Regions from separate parts of the Mus musculus genome. Here regions 2 and 3 are each linked to region 1. The links are chromatin contacts, called in public promoter capture Hi-C maps. All regions are on one chromosome and are shown on one strand. Each heading gives the region's core, a stretch centred on a gene start, on an enhancer-like site or on the middle of the called end of the contact. The rest is flanking DNA. Distances are from core to core; before and after follow the strand shown.

Region 1 (3,353 bases), core at 398-2,897:
AACACATGGGAACTGAGGGTGAGAGCTGGTGGTGACTGTCTGGGACACGCAGGGCTCCTTAGGCATCCACCACACGGTGACCCCATCTCAATGTAGAGGGAAGACCACGAGGCTAGCTAGCATCCCCAGTCTTCATACCAGCACGTGAACTCTGGCTATTCTGAGCCATGTCCCTCCCCCGCCCCTTGACTAAGCCTGGGTCCCTTAAACTCTAGCAGGCTATCCTCCTGTCCGTGTGCAGCTTCCCATCCACAGCAATGCCTGTGCCCTTCAGGGTACAAGTTCACCACTGCCCAGGGCTCGCTTTCTCTCTCTCTTTCTCTCTCTCTCTCTCTCTCTCTCTCTCTCTCTCTCTCTCTCTCTCTCTCTCTTTCTCTCTCTCTCTCTCTCCTTGCTTCTGCAGGGTCCTGAATCTAACCAGGGCTTAGAATCCTGCCACTTCCTGCCTTTGTTTCAGTACTTGCTCTGGGCTGCCCATCTGCCATCGCTAACCATGGAACCTCACGTCATAGCCAATCCTTTATGTAGACAGTAGTGCAAAGGACATTCTCCTTTAATAGAACTTTGTCTGCCTTTCAGATTACCTCTTCAAGATCTGTCTAGAGGTCTGGCAAAATGGTACAGTAGGTAAGGGTGCTTGTGGCTAAGGCTGATGGGCAGAGTTCAATCCCAGACCCTCATAATGGAAAGACAGAGCTCACTCCTGCAAGTTGTCCTCTGCCTTACACACACACACACACACACACACACACACACACACATTTGAAAAATAAGTCTAGGCTGCTGTGGTGGCACATGTCTTTATGCCAGCACTCTGGAAGCAGAGGCAAGTGGATCTCTGTAAATTTAAAGCCAGCCTGGTCAACAGATCAAATTCCTGGCCAGCCAGGGCTACACAGTGACACTCTATTTCTAAAAAATAAAAACAAAACAAATAAAAGAAAAAGAAAAAAGAAAAATACAAAAAAAAAAACCTTAAAATAACTAACTTACTTTGTAGGCAGAAAGCTAAAAGTAGTTCTGTCCCACTGGGATGGTGTGTGTGAGGGCACAGTAAGAATTGTTTCTGGTGGTATTTTCCAGGCACACAAAGGCCTGGCAGAAACAGCAAGAGGCCTGCAAATGTCCCCCAGTTCACCAGATGAGATGAAGTGGCCTTTACACGTGTGTCTGTCCCTTTTCTGTCTTCACTGTCATTTTTTATACTGCCCAGCTCTGCATGCACACAAGGTACACTGAGAAAAGTTTGGTCCAGCAACCCATTATAGGGTTAACTACCACAGGGTTAATTTAACCAAGACTTGCCTGGCTCCCCTCACCTCTATGGAGCTCTGTCAAGGCACCTACCACCTGCAAGAGCAACAAAGGGGAGCATGTCTCAATATCTTCTCAGATGGTTCATTAATATTCTTTCCTTTCATAAGCAGATAAAATCTTCTCCATTTTGTTATTGTTGTCATACTTGTGACTACTCACTCCCCACCCCCAGGCAAAGACGTTCATAGGCAAGGAAAAGTCCCCAGTCTCCATTCTTTGGCCCCTCAGGAAAGCCTTGCACTGACCTGGTCCTGTGCTGCAGCTGGGTGCTGATGTGGGCATGGTAGACCTCTTGATGGGGGCTGTGACTCAGTTTACAGAAAGGCTGTTCTGGGAAGGACTGCCCTGCCCTGCCCAGGCCTGCCCTGCCCTGCCCTGCCCTGCCCTGCCCTGCCCTGCCCTGCTCCTGGCTGGCTGTGCAGCCCTGATAGGAGCCCTCTTCTTCCCAGCTGGAACCCGAGCAGAGTTGCGCAAAGCAACCCTCCAACCCCATCCCTTCTGATGGTTTCAGGGCATCCTCAGAGCAGGGAGGGAGGGAGGGAGGGAGGGAGGGAGGGAGGGAGGGAAGACACCTTGCTCCTTCTAAGGGGTCCTTGATGATCTCTCAGGGTCAAGTTGAATCCCCTTTAGTCAGCACTCCAGGCCTCAAGCCCACTGCAGTCTCCCCCCTCCCAACCAGCCCCTGCTTCTATCATACATACACCTTCAAGTCTATCCTGCCTCAGTGACCATGACACCTCCGTGTCTTTGCTGTGGCTGACCCTGTAGTGAGACTTTCCCACTCCACAATGGGACACTCCTGTTCTTTCTGCCCCTTCATCTTCCCACAGTGGCTGTGGCACCTGGCTCCCACTGTAGAGACTCTAACCCCACCCCACAGGTGGGCAGTGGCCTTGGGGGGGTCAACAGCACAGGTGATGTATCCATCGGTTGAAAACACAGGTTCCTGGTGGGCAGAGTGGAGACCCATGCTGGCCCATTTACTCTGAGACTGAAGCACTAAGTGGGACCTTAAAAGGCCACATTGGTGGCACAAACCTAGAATCTCAGCACTCAGGAAGAAGCTTAGATGAAAAGATGATAGGTTTAGAGCCAGACCTGGCTATATGGGGAGACTAGAATTTCTACGGAATTAGCCTGTGCGTTTCTGCACACTCAGAGTCTCTCTCTCTCACACCCAATGGTCTACTCAGTGATCTTAGGATTGCAGAGCTGGTATTGCTCTGGGGATGGTGTTTGGCAATGTGCCCCTCTTAGTCCCCACACCTTGTGTCCTTGCCTATCCAGACACCCAGGACAGCTCCTGCTTTCTGCCTTCATCCCTCACATACTGATAACAGGAGTCAGGGGAGATGTGAGCCTGTGATCCAGCTGACTAGTCTGCCCTTGGCAAATCACCCCACTACTGACTGGGCCCTCAGTTTCCTCGCCCCCCATAGGCCCTGAAACAGAGTGATGCCCAAAAGGACAATTGGATGAGAGCTTTTGGGCTGTCCACATCTTTAGGAGCCAGATTTAGTCCCTGTCAGACAACCAGGGAGGCAGAGCCAAGATTCAAACTAAGATAAACATTCTGACATGTGGCACTCATAATCCCCCTTTTTGCTTCTGGTAATTTTGGGATCATTTTTTTTCTATAATTTCCCTTCCATCAAGTTTTCACACACACACACCCCTTACCTGGTACCAATACCAGGATTGATATTAATATTAACTCAACAGCCAAACAAAAGTACTTCAAGGTGCAGAACCAGGTAAATTCCCCTATGAGCCAGAGAGCAGTAACGGAGACCTTCTAATCAGAGCATGGAATAGACCAGAACATGGTCTCTCCAACAGTCTTGGATGGAACCCCCTGGATAGGACTCACTTGGCAGGTTAGGGCATAGAGATCTTGAACCCTAGAAACTCCTCAGCATCTGAAAATCTGCTACTCAATAGCTCAGCTTGACTGGTGGCATCCGAAGCAAGTGTCCCAGGATGTCCTGCTTGACATCTCAGCCTAATCTTTGGCAACGACGGCCACGGGGATCCTA
Region 2 (3,353 bases), core at 437-2,936, 730 kb before region 1:
TGAGGCTGGGGTCGGTGTCTGGGACTGGCTGGGAGCCTAGTGCCATGGGACACTTGCTACCCTGAGAGTTGGCATGCCACCCTGGAAGACCACTTCCCTGTGCCCCCAGTGGAGAGGGCTGGAGCAGCTGGTGTGGCGCCATGACCCAAGCCTGAGACATGATAGGGTGTTAGACCCTTGGGCCTCCCAGGGTCAGCAGCCTTGGCATTGTGCCCCACCTGGCACCAGGTTCTGGCAGGCCTCAATTACTCCCCTGGGAAGGGAAGAGTATCTCTCTAATGGCACAATACTCTGAGTCTCCTTCAAGCCCCAAGTCACTGCCCAGGCCCTGGCAGCCTTGGAGGCTTGCAAGACTCCGTCCTACCAGTCTTGCCCTCAATAATCTGCTGTCCACAACAAAAAGAGAGTACGGGCTCCAAATCTCAGGGCACGAGAGTGGACAGGTGGTCTCAGCTCATGACAAACAGTCCAAAGCAGAAATAGGGCCCAGAGAGGAGAGACAACTTGTCCAAGGTCACATAGGAAACCTGTGGCCTAGGAATTTATGCTAATTTGGAGTGGGAGTTAGTCCAGTTAGATGGCTTGTAGGCCCAGCACTTAAGGATTGGGGGGAGAAAGACAGGCAGGAAGAAGCTGAGAGACCAAGGTGTTCCAGAAGCTGGTGAGCCTCCTTCCAGCTCAGCTACCTAAAGGGCTCTGGCCTTAGATGACCTTGCTCCCAAGCAGAGGGGTTAGAAACAGACTAAGGGAGTATGCAAGAATGTGAAGATCAGGAGGGGAACTCACCCTAGATCATAAATAGCAAGGAATTCATTTCCAGACTACAGCTTCACAGACAGTGCAGGGGCTGCTAGCAACAGAGCAATCTCCTCCCCAGAGCCAAGAATTATCAATCATGCATATCCCATCAGGCTTCTGAGGCAACCAAGCCCAGGACCCCGGGAAGAGTTCCAGCCTCTGGGTGAGCAGTGAGGCCCTGTGTATGAGCCTCGCCACCCCTCCACCCCTACCCCCTTGCCCAGGCTCAGAATCTGCAATTTTTCTGGGCATGTCTAGGAATCCTTTGCAGCCGAAGGCAACCACATTACCCAAGCTTTCAGTCCACACTAGTAGACGAGATCTATCACTGCCCTCATTATTCTGACTCTCTGCCGTAATAGGATTCATCTGGTGGACTGTTTGATGCTCAAGCTTGCTTTGGTTGCTGACGTCAGCGGAGATGGATAGATCCCCCTTTTTATTTCTCTACTCCAGTCTCCAGCACTTAGAAGCAAGTGAAATCTGACCTCATCATTGCAGCCAACTGGTCTACCCTGCCAGCTTCCACCTTGTCGCCATATGGTGAACCTTGGCAAACAGGTATTGAGATAAGGGTCTCTTCCTCTTACCCGATGAGGACTTCCTGTCCATGGCCAGCAAGGTCGGCCTCCACCTTCCCCCAGACATTCAGCACCAGCTGCCACTCCCCATCACTGAGCCCCATGGTGGCTTCTAAAGAGGACAAAAGGAGAGAGTGTGGGCTGGCTGTCAGCTGAGATTTGAGGCCACCTGGTCCTGAAGGGCTTTTATACCTTCCCAGATGCTAGTCTGGCCAGGATCACTGGGTGCCACATGCCCTTCCTGCTACCGTGCTCAACCCTCCAGGGGTCTAATCTCTGCCTTTCTCTGGCCCTCACATGGGCAGCTATTTTGGGGCAAGTGCCATTGTGGGAGCTAGGACAGCTTGGGGCAGTAGGGGGTGGGGAGGGGGAAGCAGCCAGGTCACTGTCTGGACTTGCACAAGCCCACAGAAAGGGCACCGAAGCCACTGCCAGCAGCTGAAACCCAATTCTCCCCCTGTCTGCTGCCCCACAGGGACTTGTCATGTTTCTAAGCTTGGGCACAGGCATCTTGCTGACCCCTAGAAGTCTCCTCCTCTCACTTTCTGACTGCTTTTGTTTATTTAATACGTGTGTGTGTGCATGTACATGTACGAGAGAGAGAGAGAGAGAGAGAGAGAGAGAGAGAGAGAGAGAGAGAGAGAAAGAGAGTGCGCTACAGCATGTTTGTAAAGGTCAGAAGACAACTTTCAGGCATTGATTCTTTCCTTTCAAAAAGACCCAGGAATCTTACTCAGATCCTCAGCCGTGGTGACAAGTCTTCATACCCACTAAGCCATCTTGCCACCCTCTTCTTACTTTGCTGATGCCCTAAGCCCAGCTGAAAGTGGTACAAAGGAGCCACAACAGGTCTGTGCTTGTGGCTGAACCAACCAAGACAAGTCTCTGACTTGAAGAATGCCCAGCTCTGAGCTTGCTCCTGGCTTTCTCTGCAAGGTTGTGCTCCCATGCTCCATGAAACCCTCAGCTCCTCCCATTCCTTGTGATCTCCTACCCCACCACTTCCCTTGGTGCAGCATGTGGCACTTCCAGCAGGGTGATGGCAGCCAATACTCCCGGACTCTGCCAGGCACAGACCCTCTTCTCTTTGCCATGTTCTTTTTTTTTTTTTTTTGGTTATTTTTTTGTTGTTTTGTTTTTGTTTCTGTTTTGTTTTGTTTGTTTTGTTTTGTTTTTTCGAGACAGGGTTTCTCTGTGTAGCCCTGGCTGTCCTGGAACTCACTTTGTAGACCAGGCTGGCCTCGAACTCAGAAATCCACCTGCCTCTGCCTCTGCCTCCCAAGTGCTGGGATTAAAGGCGTGCGCCACCACGCCCGGCGCCATGTTCTCGAAATTCCCTGAGAAGTCCTTAGGGTAAACACTGACATGGTCCCCAGGATGATAACACATAACACAGATGGCGTTTGACTCTAGTGAGTCTGGACTCATAGTTCATGCTCTTGAAAACCTCATTTGGGGGCTACAGAGATGGTTCAGTGGGTAAAGGCAGCGGCCTCCAAATCCAAAGGCCCGAGTTTCATCCTCAAGACCCACGTGGTGGAAGAAGAAAGCTGATTCCTGAAAGTTGTCATCCTCTGAATTCCATGAGTGTGTGTGTGTGTGTGTGTGTGTGTGTGTGTGTGCACGCGCGCGTGTGCATATAAAAATAAATTTTAAAATATTTTGTATCTTGTGAGGGATAATAGGGTCTGCTTCATTCATAGTATATCTTTTGAGCTCCACACAGGGCTCTGTACCTAATTTGAGCTGAAGAAATAATGTTGATAAAAGGTAGGTAGCTTTATAAGAAAGAGAATGGACTGAGTTTCCATCTATCTGTCCACTCTACCCATCCTTCACTTGTCCATTAGCCAGTCAGCCGGCGGTCAGCTGTTATCCATCAATCCATCTATGCATTTATTCCCATCCACCAATTATTACCTATCAATCAATCCATTCATCATCCATCTATTTGTCATCCTTCATCCATCATTC
Region 3 (3,353 bases), core at 454-2,953, 650 kb after region 1:
AGGCCCCCTCTGTCCAGTGGGATGAGAATTTAGTACTAAGACTGTAAAAACAGGGTTGCTGACATCAGCTGGCAGAAAGGAAGAGACAAGTTTTTGAAACTTTGTAGGCAAGTTTTGAAACTTTTTAGGCAACATTTTGAAACAAGTTAGGCAAAATGTATCCTGGAGTTAAGTCTTACTGATGAGGGAGGCAGAGAGAGAGAGAGAGAGAGAGAGAGAGAGAGAGAGAGAGAGAGAGAGAGAGGTGAGGTGGGCCAAAACTTGGGGTTGCCTCTGGTCAGGCGCCTCTAGAAAGCAGCATTTCATCTCCTGAGTTTATTTTTTCCTGACTCCTAAACTATACAGACTTCTTCAGGCTTTCTCACACATACCAAAGGGGACCCAAGGGGCCATCTTTCCAGGAATACCTAGCACAGGAGGAGCCCCTGAACCCTAGGAAATGGTGGTGGGACTGAATGGATTTATATCTGGATTTCGAACCCTGGGTTAAAACAAAATGATACCAGGTTCAAATCCAGATTCTACCACTTAACTGACCAAGTAACAATCCCCCAGTGCTTCATCTAAGTCAGGTATTTCATCCCGTCCATTTCCCTGGCTGATAGCTGCTGTAACAGACAGGTCGCAGCCACTTGCTGAGGTTATGAACTGAGGTGCCTTTCACAGACACTAGCCAGGGTCCCAGAAGAGCTCAGAAGGGCCTTGTTGATATTTGAAAGGGCTTCTGGGATGGAGAGAGTGGGAAGAGATTTGTAGACCTCTGTGCAGCCATACAAATGACTGCTTGTGGAGAGAACACCTTTTCGTACATCTACTGCATGTGGGAGCGCTGGTGCCTGGAAGTGGACCATGGATGGACAGGACCCCAGTCACCTAATAGGGGCAGCTTGTTAGCACCCGGCTATGGCACACAGGGCCCCCATGTATGAGCGCTATAAAAGACTTCAAGGTTGGCCGTACCCTCCCATTTTACAGATGGAAAGACAAGTCTACCTAGAGGGCCTGAGGGATCCAGGGGTTTTTTGATTCCCCATCCTTTTGTTGTGCAATCCTCCCAAGGGCCACTGGAACACCTACCTACTATATCCGGCTCCGGTTGTGTGCCCAGGTACCGTCCTTGGGCCCGAGAGTCCACCAGCTGGAACCTTTTAGACTGGAGATTCTCTAGGACCTGCTCATAGGTCTTGAGCAGGGAGAGATTCAGTGTGGCTTTGAAAACGGCTGGCTCTGGCCTCGAGGGCTCAGATGTCACCGGGTGGCCCTCCTTCAGCCAGTTCCGGAAGCCACCATTGAGCACTGACACTGTGCGGTGGCCAAACACACGAAACATCCACCAGACTCTGGGTGCATAGAAGCTGCCCAGGTCATCTCCATCGTATACCACCACATGTGTGTCGTTGCTTATGCCCAGGTTGCCCACATAGTCCCCAAAGTGGGCCTCACTGGGCAGCATCATCTCATAAGGCGAAGTCGTGTCCCGGCATTCCTCTATATCAAAGAAGGACGCGCCAGGCACGTGTCGCTCCTGGTACTCTTTGCGTGCCTGGCGGGTCCCGGGTGAGTACCAAGACGCGTCCAGCACCCGAAGGCTGGGCCCCAGGCGGCCAGACCGAATGGATTCCGCCAGCCACTTGGTGGATACCAGCGCCCGGTAGAGCACCTGATGTACCATAGTGTCAGTTCTGCGAGTCACCTGGCGCGGTTGGGAACCAGGAAAGAGACAGGCCTGAGAGGGCTGAGTGCGGTGGGCGGAGCCCAGGGGGCGGGGCTGTTGCTCCCACTACATTTTCCCAGCGTGCAATCGTAACTACACTCAGAGCCAGACTCACAGTGGGAGAGGTTGGCACATTCCCTAGGGAAAGCCTGCTCCACCCCTCCCACTTCCCCGGCGCCCTCCCTTTCTGGTGCCTAGGAGGGCAGGTGGGCGTGGCTAAGAGCTTCGGTGCATTACTATAGCAGCAAATTGGTGGGAGGGGCTGGCTCAGGACTCTGTCTTCAAGAATGGGAAAAACAAACACAAGTCAGAGATGGCCTTCCAGTCGCCTCTCCGGGCGCACTGATTACCCTTCTGCTTTCGTTTCTTGCAGCCAGAGTTCTCTGGCTTCTAGAATGTCCAATTCCGGTGAAAGGGCTCCAGGCACTCTGCCCTGCTTTCGCCAGGACCCAGCTAGCGGCTCCATCCTGGGCGGCTCGCTGCACTCAGTCGCAAAAGTAGCTGGGCTGGCACTCGCCCTTGCGCTCCGAAGAAGCTGGAGGGTTCAAACCAGGAGCCGGGAGGGTTCTCAAGTGGCCCGCACCATTGTACCGCCTCCCATGGGGGTGAGGAGAGAAACCTCTCTCGTAGACAGTCGGGATTCCGAACAGCTTCTGCGTCTTCGCACGGGAGTCTTGTTTGCCCCTCCTCGTATAATACTTCTCATACATAAAGGGGGCTATTTGAAGCTCGAGGTGACACTGGGGCAGCGCGCAACCCGGCTTCATGGCGCCTGCGTCCCCCGCAGTACGGGAAATGGAAGGTGCAACGTCTCGGAGTGGCCCAAACAGTGGGCTGTGCCCAAGTCTCCTCCCTTTGGCTGGCCGCAGGTTGGTGGCGGAAGGAGGGAACCTCTGAGGGCGTGGGGAGGGGGTGACATGGCGGAGCTGGGAAACGGGGAGCGCAAATCCCTGGTATCTGCTACCCAACGCGTCCTACTTGCTTTTCTGTGAGAGAGGGTGCTTCTCCGGGGGTGCATAGCGTGGTATCACGCGGGAGTGGAGGAGGGGATGCAGTCTATGAGAGAAGAGTTTCCAGGGCGCCTCTAATTTGCCTTAGGAAGACTGTCCGTGGCTGCTTGTGGCCGTCTGTGGGTTGGTGTGGGATAAGAGACAGGTGGGTAGCAGTGAGTGGATGGGGTTTGGAAAGACCTGATGCCTCCTGAGAAAGTTGGGGGGGGGGAGCAAGAGAATAAACAAAGCAATTCAGAGGAGCTGTGGTGAGGAGATCTAGCATGCCCCAAGAGGAGAAAGTAACAGAACGGAATAAAAATAAAACTAGCATTTATGAAGCCCGCCTTGCCGAGTGCCTTCACGACCCTGCCGGATTGAGCTGAACTCCCAACAGGAGAAACAGGTAGAGCCAGGAGGTGCCAAGGCACGTAGTGGAAAAGGGACTAATTTCTCACCTGAAGCCCAAAGTGGTGGGAGCTGCCTCGGTTTACCTGTCCATCCTTGAAGCCTTATGCTTAGTAGTAGTAGTAGTCGTCGTTGTCGTCTTGGGCTTCAGTTTTTACCACTTCATTGTAAATTTATATAAATCCCAATAAGCAAGATATCTGGAAATAGAGCATGGCTCCTGCAAACCAGCTGTACACCCC

What was found. Promoter capture Hi-C pulls out the DNA fragments that hold promoters and counts their contacts. Capture Hi-C pulls out chosen DNA fragments and counts their contacts.
Region 2: a contact with region 1 is called in a promoter capture Hi-C map of the 3T3-L1 cell line, with 4 times the contacts expected there. The contact joins the promoter of Mb here to the promoter of Apol8 in region 1. A contact is called at or near these places in 2 of 39 promoter capture datasets (both in the 3T3-L1 cell line).
Region 3: a contact with region 1 is called in a promoter capture Hi-C map of liver, with 2.7 times the contacts expected there. The contact joins the promoter of Tst here to the promoter of Apol8 in region 1. A contact is called at or near these places in 2 of 39 promoter capture datasets (the C10 cell line and embryonic stem cells) and 2 of 9 other capture datasets (embryonic stem cells and liver).

The regions. Positions count from the first base shown.
Region 1 is chr15:77,753,626-77,756,978 of GRCm38.p6, forward strand. Apol8 (apolipoprotein L 8) reads right to left here and starts at 1,648. Exons shown (of 4, transcript NM_001081970.2): 1 at 1,563-1,648.
Region 2 is chr15:77,021,101-77,024,453 of GRCm38.p6, forward strand. Mb (myoglobin) reads right to left here and starts at 1,687. Exons shown (of 3, transcript NM_001164047.1): 1 at 1,389-1,687. The coding sequence starts at 1,483.
Region 3 is chr15:78,404,162-78,407,514 of GRCm38.p6, forward strand. It overlaps Tst (thiosulfate sulfurtransferase, mitochondrial), which reads right to left and starts at 1,704. Exons shown (of 2, transcript NM_009437.5): 1 at 1,078-1,704. The coding sequence starts at 1,672. It overlaps Mpst (mercaptopyruvate sulfurtransferase), which reads left to right and starts at 2,551. Exons shown (of 3, transcript NM_001162493.1): 1 at 2,551-2,583.